Regions from separate parts of the Canis lupus genome. Here region 1 is linked to region 2. Evidence: chromatin contacts called from public Hi-C data. All regions are on one chromosome and are shown on one strand. Each heading gives the region's core, a stretch centred on a gene start, on an enhancer-like site or on the middle of the called end of the contact. The rest is flanking DNA. Distances are from core to core; before and after follow the strand shown.

The links. A called contact is a pair of places that touch in the nucleus more often than the background predicts.
Region 1: a contact with region 2 is called in a Hi-C map of blood, with 2.5 times the contacts expected there. The contact joins the promoter of SH3GLB1 here to the promoter of SELENOF in region 2. A contact is called at or near these places in 2 of 9 Hi-C or Micro-C datasets (amygdala and blood).

The regions. Positions count from the first base shown.
Region 1 is chr6:62,005,439-62,012,479 of UU_Cfam_GSD_1.0, reverse strand. It overlaps SH3GLB1 (endophilin-B1), which reads left to right and starts at 5,065. Exons shown (of 9, transcript XM_038541469.1): 1 at 5,065-5,433. The coding sequence starts at 5,362. LOC119872280 (a long non-coding RNA gene) reads right to left here and starts at 4,761. Exons shown (of 4, transcript XR_005361312.1): 1 at 4,265-4,761.
Region 2 is chr6:61,830,148-61,836,496 of UU_Cfam_GSD_1.0, reverse strand. SELENOF (selenoprotein F) reads right to left here and starts at 1,957. Exons shown (of 6, transcript NM_001114760.2): 1 at 1,647-1,957; 2 at 1,597-1,645. The coding sequence starts at 1,672. It overlaps HS2ST1 (heparan sulfate 2-O-sulfotransferase 1), which reads left to right and starts at 2,347. Exons shown (of 7, transcript XM_038541464.1): 1 at 2,347-2,781. The coding sequence starts at 2,658.

The sequences.
Region 1 (7,041 bases), core at 3,816-6,315, 170 kb before region 2:
GTGCAATTTTCCCTAACAATGCTTGACAGTTTGAGAGCATGCAGAGAAAACATTCATTTCATAATATAGGTTGATGGGTCAGAAGGATACAGGGAACTGAGAGTGCTGGTGAGAGTTAAAAATCAGTAGGATAGTAATGAGCCACCGGCCTGCAGGCTTTGATGATAGTAAGAACACACTAAATGAGCAAAGGCATCAGAGAGATCAAATGAGAGGGAATTTTGGTCAAAATAAATTTCTAAATTCAAGATTTCAAGATAGCAGAGTACAGGGTGAATTATGGCAACAGAATTTTAATTGGCCTTTCTACCTGTCTTTGCCCTTCCCCCGTTCATTATCCACACTGCCGAAAACATATTTTCCAATAAAAGTATCATCTCTCCCCACCCTCAAACTTCAATCCTCCAGATGAATTCAATCAAAAGCCAACTGAAAAGTCTTAATTATCACCTCTATTACCCTGTTAGTTAATATCTCCTTCCTCTCACTCTTGCCCAATCCTTTTTTTTTTTTTTTTAATTTTAAGATTTATTTATTTGAGAGAGAGAACACATACAAGTTGTGAGGAAGGGCAGAGGGAGAGAGAATTCAAAGCAAACTCTCCATGGAGTTTGGAGCTCTATGGAAGGTTTGATCTCAAGGACTCTTACATCATGACCTGAGCCAAAACCATGAGTCCAACCCTCAACCTACTGAGCCATCCAGGTACCCCTCCCACCATTCTTATTCAAACTTTCATAGTTCTAGTTTTCACATTGTGTTTTACTTTACGAGTCTGTCTTCCCCACTAGATTCTGAATTCCTTAAAAGCTGGAACCAAGTTTTAATCTTCTTTTAATCCATATTTCAACAGCCTTCCTGATATATTCAACTCTGGCATTTCTTGTTTACTCATCTTTAATGATGGTTTGAGGAAACTTTTTTCTTTTCAAATTTTTATTTAAATTCTAGTTAATATATAGTTTATATATTAACTATATAACTATATAGTTAGTTAATATTAGTTTCAGGAGAACTTATTGACTCATCAGTTATATATAACACCCAGAGCTCATCATAACAAGTGCCCTCCTTAATAGTCCTCATCCATTTGGCCCATCCCCTCCACCTGCCTCCATCAACCCTCAGTTTGTTCCCTATCTTTAAGAGTCTCTTATGGTTTGCTTCCCTCTCTTTTTTGTTCTTCCCATTGGTTCATCTGTTTTGTTTCTTAAATTCCACATACAGTATTTGTTTTTCTCTGATTTATTTAGCTAGGCATAATACATTCCAGCTCCAACCACGTCATTGCAAACGGCAAGATTTCATTCTTTTTGATGGCTGAGTAATAGTCCACTGTATATGTATCACATCTTCATCCATTTATCAGTCAAAGGACATCTGGGCTCTTCCATAGTTTGGCTATTGTTGATAATGCTGTTATAAATATCAGAGTAGGAGCACCTGGGTGGCTCAGCTGGTTGGGCAACCTGCTCTTGATTTCAGCAGGTCATGATCTCAGTGTTGTGGGAATGAGCCTGACATTGGCTCCAGGTTCAGTGTGGAGTCTGCTTGTCCCTCTTCCTCCCCACCACTAGTGAGCTTTGCTCTCTTTTGCTCTCTCAAAAAAATAAATGAAATATTCAAAAAAAAAAAAAATCAGGGCGTGTGTACCCCTTTGAATCTGTATTTTTGTATCCTTTGGGTAAATATCTAGTAGAGCATTTGCTAGGTCATACAGTAGTTCTATTTTTAACCTTTTGAGGAAACTCCATACTATTTTCCAGACTTGCTGCACCAGTTTGCATGCCCACTAACAGTATAAGAGGGTGGGGAAAACACTTCAGGCTACTTGCCCATTTTTGTGGTTTATTTAAAACTAAATCAATAATATGATCTACAATTACACTTAACCAGCCACACTGTAGTATGTTACCATACACTGATGCAAATAATTAAAGGAGATTAGTTATTTCGGTTCTTCCAAGTTTTGAAACTCCCACTCTTCCCTTAGGATACTTCATTTACTACTTGTGACATGTGTTTAAATTATGAGTGCAAACAAAGGACACCAGTGTCAACCTGTATTTTTGAAAAAATTAATGAAACAAATTTTTCCCATGTTAGATAAAATACAAACCAAACTTCCAATATTTTTTCTGCACTCTAGTGGATCATATTGCACACCCCAATGAAGTACATATACCACCACTTTAGATGTCATTGGTTTAGACATGAGGTAATGAACACCTTGTCAGCCACTAGGAAAAAAAAAAAATTAAAACGCATATCATACTACCTACTATACCATTTTTATAAAGGGTTTGTTTATTAAGCTATAAATTTTGGAGAACACTTCAGGTATTCAGTACTTTGTATGATTTTTAAAATACTGCTTTCATAACACTTTGTACTGGAATAAGTTAGTGTAGGTGGCAGAAAAAGAAAGCATTAAAAGTTGATCTAGAACTCTTACAGAAAGACCAAACCTCGAAATTAGAATTCAGGTTACTAGGTACAGGCTGGAAGTGAACATTTAAAAGCACTCTGGATTCCTCCTTGGCATTTCACCACACTTTGCTTATTCAATTTCTGTTTTACCAGATTAGTCACAAACTCCCGTGACAGCAAGGGCTATCTGTCTTGTTGCCTGCCATATTTCTAGCCACAAGACTAATGCTGTATGGCACATAGATGTCCAAAAAATATTTACTGAATGAATGCATAAAAGAATGAAGTGGTGGGCAGCCCCAGTGGCTCAGCAATCTAGAGCTGCCTTCAGCCCAGGGCCTGATCCTGGAGACCCGGATCGAGTCCCGCGTCGGGGACTCTCTCTCTGTGTCTCTCATTAATTAAAAAAAAAAAAAAAAATCTTAAAAAAAAACAAAAACGAAGTGGTATAATTGAAGTCATGATTAAGAAACTAATGAAAGAAAAGAGAACAAAAAAGTGCTAAACATTCAACTTAAAAAATATGTACAGTAAAGCCATCAGAAGTGCTAGCAGAATAGAATGCGCAAGTCCAGGAGGTAGAGGGAAAACCAGGAAATTATAAGGGTCTCTAAAGGAGTGCATCGTTGGAAAGGTGGTGACTAGTCACTGTGAAGTCTGAGAAAAAGCCGATGAGTTAATCAAGAGGATAACTGGCAACCTCAAGAATGCTATTTAGGTATAGTTATAGCAGTGTAAGTCAACTGCATTCAAACAGGGAAGAAATGGATAGTAAGGAAATGGAAGTCTTATGATTTTGTCAGTGAAACAACAGAAACAGTATTATAGCCCGGAAGGGCTCAATAGGAAGAAGTGAACAGTTTGTTGTTGTTTTCAAGTTAGGAAGATCTACATGTTTGAGGAAGAGGATTCAGAATTTTTTCCTTTAATGGTGGACACAGTCTTGTGATCCTAAAATAGAACAATTATGCCATAGATTATGGCAAATATACCTATTGTGAAAGTAGACGTCTAGAAAAAAGTGCTTTTCTATATAAAAATCTAAAATGGACAGTAAGTGAAAAACAAGATTCCTGATTACACATTTCCTTATTTCTGGGAAAACAGATGACAGATACATGAAGTGGTTTCCGTCTTGGAGACTCATTCTTTTGGAGTTACCTTAGAAAGAAGCAGTTGCTTCTGTCACCACCACAAAAAAAAAAAAAAAAAAAAAAAAGAACACGGATATTTTTATATGTATCTGCTGTTCGTTATGTCTTTTAGGAAGTAATCGTTCAGCCTTTAATAACAGCTAGGGCTTCTGAGACTGCTTCAGTAAATCACTTAAGTGCGAACATGGGCTCGTCTCGTTGCCTGCTGGGCCTGCATTTTCCCAGCCCTAATGTCAAAGACACAGCGACAAAAAAAAAAAAAATAACATGGACTGTTTTCTTACTCTTGAAATACTGTCTCTCCCTCTGTGCTAGCACCTATTTTAACTTAATTCAAGCTTAGGCTGTATCATGAAAGATGCTTAGGAAGTTACATGGGATCGTGGGCTCCTGAACAGATTCCGCATCATATTCTCGTTTGTCATTAGAATTCCCCAGGCTGGGGCAGCCCGGGTGGCTCGGCGGTTCAGCGCTGCCTTCGGCCCAGGGCGTGACCCTGGAGACCGGGGATCGGATCCCGCGTCGGGCTCCCTGCCTGGAGCCTGCTTCTCCCTCTGCCTGTGTCTCTGCTTCTCTCTCTGTCCCTCATGAGTAAACAAAATCTTTAAAAAAAAAAAAAAAGAAAGAAAGAATCCCCCAGGCTGGCTGTTAGGGCTTAAGAGTTAATCTATCTCACTCACCACTTTATACTTCTATGTGTCCTCCACCTGGCACTTCGTGTCCCCCGTCACCAGACTTTTGCACATAGGAGGCCTAGAGTGTTGCTCCGGTAATCCAGGCAGTCACAAAGTCCCTGCAGCTGCAAACTGTTAAAAGAGCTTCAGGTGGGGGCGTGAAGACCCGGACGGTTGTCAAGTAACCGAACTGCGAGCTTCTTGCGGCCCGGGACAGTCTTGACCAGCCCCTGCCTCAGTCCTGGTGCACAGAAGACCCCCGATCATGCTGAATCAACAGCCGACTCGGTGGGGACTATAACTTCAACCCTATTCTGCAGCCGGGTGCTACAGCATGACAGCGAACTGCTGGTTCTGATCTCACGGAGGGTGTAATCCGACGCTACAATTTTCCAATTTTCTCTTACAACAAAAAAAGGGGGACGCCCGGGTGGCTCAGCGGCTGAGCGCCGGCTTCGGCCCAGGGCGAGATCCCGGAGTCCCGAGATCGAGTCCCGCGTCGGGCTCCCTCTGCCTCGCTCTCTGGGTCTGTCATGAACAAGTAAATAAATCTTTAGAAAAAAAAGGGGGGGGGGATAATTGGGGTTATCTCTGCTTGCGGTTTCCAGGGGCTTCACCTGCACGCCGACCACAGCCACTCGGCTCTGGAGGCTGCGGCGCGACCTCCCGGCGGCGCCGCGGCCCCAGCTTCCGGCGCGCCCCGCGACTGCGCCGCCGCGACCCAGGAGGGGTCGCTGTTCCCGCGAGAGCCTCTGGAAAGGCTCCACCCCGCGGCGGGCGCCGGCTTCCTCCGCCCGAGGCCCCGCCCCCCATGGCGGATTACCGGCGCGTCAGTGTCCCGCACGCCCCCCGCGGCTGGCGCCGACGCTAACGCTCAGCTCCCAGCGCCTCGGGCTCGGCCGCCGCCCCCCAAACCCCCCCGCCCCCCCCGGGGCGCGCGGCCCGCCCCGAGGCCCTCGCTCGCTCGCTCTCCTCGCCCCACCCTCTCGCTTCCCCTTCGCGGAAACGACAGCTGCGGCGGCGGGCCTGGCGCCGCCTCCCTCCACCTACCACGTCTGCCCCCGCCACTCCCTCCCGGCGCACCAGCCCGGCTGCCGCCCAGCATGAACATCATGGACTTCAACGTGAAGAAGCTGGCGGCCGACGCGGGCACCTTCCTCAGCCGCGCAGTGCAGGTACCGCGGCGGGCGGGGGCCGGGGGCTGGGAGGAGGGGCGGCGGCGCTCTCCGCACCGGTTCCCCCGGGCGGGCGGGCGGGCCTGCGGCCGGAGGCCTGGGTGCTGGGTGCTGGGCGCGGCCTGCTTCCCCTCCGGGGCCCCGCGGCCGTCTTCCAGGCCCCCTGGCGCTCCACCGCCGCTTCTCCGGAAGCGAGGCCGGGTGGGGCCGGGGCCCGGAGCTCCCCCCGCGGCGCTCCCGCCCCGCGGCGCCGGCGCCGGTGCGAGGGCCCTTGGAGCCGCGCGCAGCGGCCGAGGGACGGACTTCCTCGCACCGCCCCCACCTTCCCTCAGGTCGGCCTCGCTCTCGCCGCCGCGTCCCAGAAGTCTCCTTTTCCGTCAGCCGCCCGTCTCCCTGACAGGACGGTCACCGGTGGGCGTCCCGCTCCGCCGAGGCCCCGGGAGGCCCGGCCTTCGGGGGTTCCCGCTCACGCTGAGAGTGGGAAGCAGCGGCGGCTGCCGGACGCGGAGAGGAGCCGGGGGTGGGGGTGGGGGGTGGGGGTGTGGGGGGGGCGCCGTTGTCGCCAGTTCTGCGTTTCAGATGTAGCTCTCTGGCGGCGTTGCGCAGTCAGGGAGGCGTCCGCCCTGGGGACCCGGGGACGGTTTTCCCCCGTCGTCGCCCACATTATGCCGACTCCGTTAAATCTGTGAACAGACGTAGAATTTCACCACAACACGAGTTACAAGCCAGCCGGCGTTTTAAGGCAATGGCATAGTCCCGGCAGAACAACATTCTCCTCTGTGAAGAGAAAACAAAAACTAGTTTTCTGACAGGCCTACCAAAACAGATAACCGCGGTGTAAGTCACGCGTCCGGCGTTTACTACTCTGTCTCCTTTGCCCCCAGTTTTGTTGTTAGAGTTGCTCTTACAGTGCACTGTTCCTGGCGAAATAAATGAAGAAGAAGGAAGAAAAAGGGGGGGGGGGGCGGAATGGAAGAACTAGAGCGAAGTAATAGCTGCTTATGTTGTGGGGAAAAAACTGTCACACAGTTGCAAGGCATTTGACAGATTATCCTATCTAATTTTGCCAGATGTTGTGAGCTCCTATTATATATGAGGAGGCCGCCTCAGAGAGGTTAAGAAACTCGCTTAACTTGCACGGCTAGTAAGCTTGCTGTCTGGTGTGCTGCTGGTTGCAGGCTGCTCCTCTCTTCCAGGGTAGGCTTTGCAGATAGAGAGTAGTAAGAATACAACAGGCTGGAGAGACCTTAAATATCGCCTGGTACTCGAATCTCAGCATTTCAGTCACATTGAAGCAAGTAGCGGTTAAGGCATGCGAAATTCCTTCTTGGTCTTGATTTCTAAATTCTGACATCTGCATAGTAAGTGATAGGCTAGCTCCCCTTTCTCCATGAAAATATAAGCTATGTTGTGAAGACATTGAGTGGAACGGTTAAAATAATTTCTTGATTTAAATTAACCTACTTTGAATAGCTCAGAGACGGAGGGCAAGAGAACGAGTGGTTGAAGGTCTGAAATGAATTTGATATATGAGACTTAATGTAACCTGAAAAGAGGCCCTTGGTGTTGTTTATTTCTGATTCCCAATGATTTTGTTTGCTGAGTGGA
Region 2 (6,349 bases), core at 708-3,207:
TTACTGGAGGATGAGAGATCACATGGAAGAGAACCACGTCACCCTTGCTGACAGCAAAGAATGAAGCCAACTTGGACCTTTCAGTTCAGCTGACCTACTAGCTCAACACAGCTCCATAATGAGCCAGAGGAGATCAACAGAGGAACTGTTGACAAATTATGAGAAATTTTATTTTAAGCCACCAAATTTTGGGATGGTTACACATCATTGATAATTAAAGACAGAAAAATCAGGAAAAGTCAATGTAAAATGTTATTCCTTATCTTTGCAAGGTGGTGAACTCAAATTACCTAAGATTGGCAAAAAACAAAAAAAAAAAACAAAAAAAAAACAAAAAAAAAACTACAACAACAAAAAAAACCACATGCACAAAAACAAAAAAACTCCAGTACAAAGTTTAGAGAAGGGTCTTCCAGTAATTTCTAAGGCACCAAATGCCTGAATAACAGAATACCGTAATACTAGAGAAGTTAAAAATCCACCTTTTAGGGGTTGCAGAAACAAAAAGGCACGATCTTCAAACTCTCCGAGGAAAGAAAAGCAGAGGCTGTTTGTAGAGGCCTTCGGTACAGGCCCTAACTCCCTTAAACTTCGCACGAGTTAATGAAACCAGGAATCCTAGGAGAAGAACTTTTCAGAAGGGTCAGCAAAGAGAATACTCGAAGAATTGAGCTGATTCATGAAATGTGTAAAAGCTCCTACACAGTGCCTAGACAAGAACAAGTCATTCACGTAGCAAAACATGGATTGCAACCTTCTCAGGAGGAATTAACCAATATTAATTGTGCACGAGTGAATAGAAAAATAAGACAAAAATCAGCCCTTCCTCATTCAAAGATTAAGAGCGTTATCTGTTGTGTCAGTAAAGAACTACATAGAAACGTTGGTTAACAGTGCCCGACTTTAAACGAGATGAAGGCTAGCATTAAAAAAATTTTTTTTTTCAAAGATAAATGATGCTCTAGTATCGAGTGGCTCCTTTACTGCAACAACACGGTCTAAAACCGCAGACGGCCCTGAAATGCATCCAGCAGCACGTGAATAAGAGAGACCAGAGAGAAAACGCTAGCGGTGAAATTAGAGACCACTGACCATTGAAAGGAAAAAAGGAAACAGGAAGTGTAGCCTGGACCAAAGATTTGGTGGTGGTGGTGGGGGGGTGGGGGTTCTTTTAAAATTTCGTAAGTCTTATCACAAGCAACGGTAGTCCCTTGTCCTCTGCCCGTCGGAAAACCATCTTCATTCCTTTCCGGGATTTATTGCCCCCCCCCCCCCCCCGCTGTGCGGTTTACACGTTTTTAGGTGGAACGCTGCAAAAGAGAAGCGCTACTCAAAAGAAGGTTAAGTACTACTCAAGATACTCTGAAGTCAAGAGAAAGCCGCTAGAAGTCGGGAAGGGAGGGGAAGGGGAAGGGGAAGGGAAGCATCAACCCGGGAACGAAGCCACGTCGCCTTCTGGGCGCAGCGGGCGCTAAGGAAGCCCAGTCCTCGCACTCTCCCCAAGCGTGGCTACCAACTCAGGACTGAATGTCTCGTCTTCCCCGGCGCAACAGTCCTCCCTCGCTCCGGGCCGCCGCGGAGGTGATGGCCACTCACCGCTTGAAGGACCGCAGCCAGCAGCAGCCGCAGCCGCAGCGCCGGTCCGGAGCCGCCCGCCGGGTCCAGGCGCCATCGCTACGCTCGGCCGTCGGCCTGCGGCTGCCCGGAGGACCCCTCCGCTAGGGGCGTCCACTCCGGAGCCTGATCCGAAGCTGGCTGCCAAGGGCCGTTGCCATCAAATCCCCTACTCCGCGGAGACGGCCGTTACCTAAGGGTAAATGGAAGCTTAAAAGGCCGTCACACATCTTTATATTTGAGATGAATATAAAGTCGCCGGGTCCTTTCGAAAACCCCTATCAGGCATTCTGCTAAAGCCCCCAAGTCCGAGCCGCTCCGAGCTCCTTCTTTTCATTCACGACGTTTCGTCCTGCCGCCAGGAAACCCCGCCTTCGCCGGTTTCGGCCGGCCTCCTTCTCCAGGGTTACCCAATCGCAGGCCGATTTGGTTGACACCCCTGGCAAAGGAAACCAACCGGAACACGAACCACGAGCGGAGGCTCCCGGGGTTCTTCGGGCCAATAGGCGCCACGGGACGGGAGCAGGGGGCGGGGCCTCTGGTTGCCGAGCAGCGTACGTGGATGCGTGCGCGTGGAGGCGGAGGGGGATGGGCAAGGGGGCGGAGCCGAGGGCGGCGCAGCCGCAGCCGCAGCGCTGGCGGAGGAGCGCGCGGCCGCGAGCGAAGGAGGGAGGGAAGGAAGGAAGAGAAGGAGGCGGGCGGGCAGGCAGGCGGGCGGGCGGGCGGGCGCGGGGGTCGGGGGCTGAGGCAGTAGGAGAGGCGAGAGCCCGGCAGCCGCTTCGCGCTGTTTGCTGCGCGGGCTTCTGGAGGGGGCGGCCGCCGAGTCGGTCCGGGAGAAGCGGGCACCGGCGGCGTCGGTGCTGGCGCCTGGGGGCGGGGGACCGGGGAGGCGAGAAGGGGGGTCGCTGCGGTGCTTCTCTGGCTGTCGCGCTCTCCTCGCCGTTCTCTCCCGGCTCGGTGGGCTCCCCCGCGGCGTCCGCCTCGCCTCCGGGGCCCCGCTCCCCGCCCCCCGCGGTATGTCTTGATCCCGAGCAGCGGGTTTCATGGGGCTCCTTAGGATTATGATGCCGCCCAAGTTGCAGCTGCTGGCGGTGGTGGCCTTCGCAGTGGCGATGCTCTTCTTGGAGAACCAAATCCAGAACCTGGAGGAGTCCCGATCGAAGCTGGGTAAGCAGCAGAGCCCCTCCGGGGTGAGTGGTGTGCAAGAGGCCGGGCCACAGGGAGGCATTGCAACCGGAGCAAGTGAGGCTTTTTGCGTCTAAACCTGCGATCTGGCTCGGGGGGGTGGGGGCAAGAGGGTGAAAGGGCTTGCAGAGAGAGCTGGGGCTGGGGGCATCGAAAACACAAGCTCTGGGGACGGTGTGAGTCGAGCTGGAGCGGCGTGCTGGGCTCGCGAGGTCGCCAAGGTGGGCTTTCCCGTGCCGAAGGGGGATCAGAAGTCGGCATTCCCCCGGGGGAGGCGGCAGGAGGACGCCGAACTCGCTGGGAGCGGGAACTGCTGCTGGAGGCAGAAACGCGCAGCCTCGGGTGTTTCCTGGAGTCTGCTGAAAGCCGCCCGAGCAGTGTCAGTCCAGGGGTATTCTGATTTGGGATGTGGGCACCTCTGGATACAGGTCCTTGCGGGGGACGGACAGGTTCACCAAGGGATGGATGCTCGGAAATGGAGGGAGATACTGGGAATGATGGGGAGTGAAAGAAATACACTGTAGTGAGTTGCACTCTTGTGCTGGGGGCAGCAAGGGACCACACAACCGACGGGAGAACTGGGCTGCCAAGGTAGGACAGGAAAGCAAATACAAAGCTTCAGCGTGATCCTGAAAGGAGGCATCCTGGCATTTAACTACTTTAAAAAAAATCTTTTTTTTTTTTTTTTTTTTGCGGGGCGGGGGGAAGCTAAATTTCATTAATATTCAGGTTTAAGAATAGGAATATGTATGTACGTGGCCCCCAGGAATGATGTAGTGAGCTTATAGGAGGAGGGAACGCTGAAGGGGAATTGCAGTTAAGACTTAGATTTGTAAAAAAAAAAAAAAAAAAAAAAAAAAAAAAAAAAGACAAATTTGTGAAAGGAAGAGTAAAATTACACAGTTAATACAGCATATGCTTAAGTAACTAAGGAGTTAACAGTGCTTACTTTAATGAGCGGAGGGGTCTGAAGTGTATAACGTTGGGGTATGAAGTTGTGAACGACCAGCAGAACGCACCGGTAATAGGTCCCATCCAATCAAGAGGGGACTTTGGCATTTGGGAGGCGTTTGGGATGGGGAGGAGGTGTTAAAAGAATGTTTGCGATACACTTTGATTTAAAAATGTACGTGGCATTTAAAAGTCGGCTCAAGAGGCGGTAGTTTGAATATGGAGAAGTAATGCGAAGTGATTTTATGTGTATACGTTCACCTCAGCAGCCTTTGAAATACTTTTTGAGAAGCAAGCACTTAAAATACCAGCAGCAAAATCATTTAGACCAAGTGACAGCCAGAAGCTGCTGTGGATGATAATTAACGTGAAGGGAAAAGTATTAGTAAATAGTTGTAACGTTAGAAATACAGCTGCCTATTTGTAGTTTTGGCAGACTTTGGAAAAAGCGTGGAAACGTTTTAAAGAGCCATCTATCAAATCTAATCGAAGTGCAACTAAAATTGAAGGAGGAGCTGAGGATAATTCCAGTCCTCAACGCTAGGGTAAAACTTACCTGTACAATTTTGAAGAGATACTAAGTTTATTTACCGTGATTTTATTAATGTGTCTTGTGTGATGGAAAAATTAATCACCTTCAACATTGACAATTGACCAAAACACGTTTCCTTTTTGTTTGGATCCACTTAGCATTCAGGGCCATATTCTGGCCTCATTAATGATCCAACTTTACAGAAAAAAATGACTCATCTTAGAGAAATTTGAAAGTTATGTTAAAATTAAGATTTGAACACATTGCAGTGGTTAGGATAACTTCAATTTTTTCTTTTTTTTGCCTCAGATTTTTTTCATAACACTTGAAAGTGGTTTCCATAGACACAACCTAATTGATTTTTAAAGAGAGGATTATCTTAACGTGTAGAAAGCCACAGGTAGAAGGTCTGTTTTTTTTTTTTTTTCATGATTGTTTACAAGAAACCTTTAAATTTCATCATAAATAGGAAGTACAGATCAAACCAAATACTCAAAAATGAGCCAAGAAGAGCTCAAATACAAAACGCTTGCAGGAAATATCAATGCTCTGGAGCTGCAAAAACATGGCAAGTAAAATGTGTAACTTTGTATCAGCAGTCTTGATTTTTTAAAAAGAAAAGCCTTACAAAAAGCAGTACTAAAAGAGTTATTACCAGTTAATAATCTTCCTTAGGGAAGGAAAGCAGAAGGCATAGTTTGACCATAGCCTCTATACCAGGCACTTCCATATGTGATATTCTTATGTAATCTTCCAAGAACACCATAGAAAGCTGTCTTTACAGATGCAGAAATAGGCTTATAGGTTATACATTTGACCACATAGCTAAAAGTGCTAAAGTCAGGATTGGAACCCAGGTACGTGTGATTCCAAATCAAGTGCTTCTTTAATTATACCAGGCTGCTTGGGACTTTATATTGACATTAGACCAAGATTTAGCAGTTTGAATAGAATTTTTAAATAGTAATATCAATGTTTAATTGCATTTATTGCTAAGAATGAATATAATTCTGGGAAAATCTAATTTCTGACACAAAGAAATTGGTTTAGTGTAATGTCTGCTCCTTGTTTATATCTAAATAATGAACATAATAATATTACACAATGAAATGACTGAAATAGTTTATTTCTGTTGTAGCATAAAAGTCTGGAGTTGTTTTCTCTAAGTGTAAGGGTTTTTGCAGGCTTATGCAAAAGTTATAAAGTTTACACAAATCTATCATTTTAGGGAAGTAGATTTCTTTTGTTACTTGGGAAGATTTTTTTCCCAACCAAGATTATGTACATTCTCTATATTTTGTTATAGTATCTTATAATTTTTATTTTTTACATTTAGTTCATTAAAGCATTTATACATTTATAGAGATTATTTCTTAAATGAATAGCAACTTATGGCAAATAATATATTAACGAATCATCTGTTTTCCTCTGTATGTTACAGTTCTTTTTTTCATATATTACAATTCCTTTTTTTCATATATTAAAATTTCCTATGTTTTTGGATTGATTTTGGACTCCATTTTTTCTACTAGTTACAGATTCCTTAAACTCTCAAGACCTATGATAGGCTTCAAGGCATCCATGAATTCTCTGAAATTATATGTATAGGTTTCATCAGATTTGCAAAGGCATATGTGATCCCCTTAATGGTAGGAAACACTGACTTGCAGTAGATGGTTCGTATTTAATGAAGCACATTTTTTATTTCTTTGTTTTTAATATTAGCATGTTATAACATGCAAGTTGTGAGTTACATTCAGGATACAAACACATTAGTTATGTAAAAAGTTCTCTGGGGTGTTATGTTGAAAAACTTTATTAAAATGTATACTTAATTTTTCTAATGAGATATGGGAGATAACATGGAGCCAATGAAAACTGTTACTTAGCTTACTACTTAGCTGTTAGAATGGCATATCCAAATTTGTTGCTTTTACAAAGTTTTTTTCTGAATCTCAAGAGATACCTGTTGCTAATGCTGACTGTTGAAAATAGTGCAATGAATTTGTTATATCAGTGTCAGAATTATATGCTTGATGATTTTCTTTTCTTTTCTTTCTTTGTTTT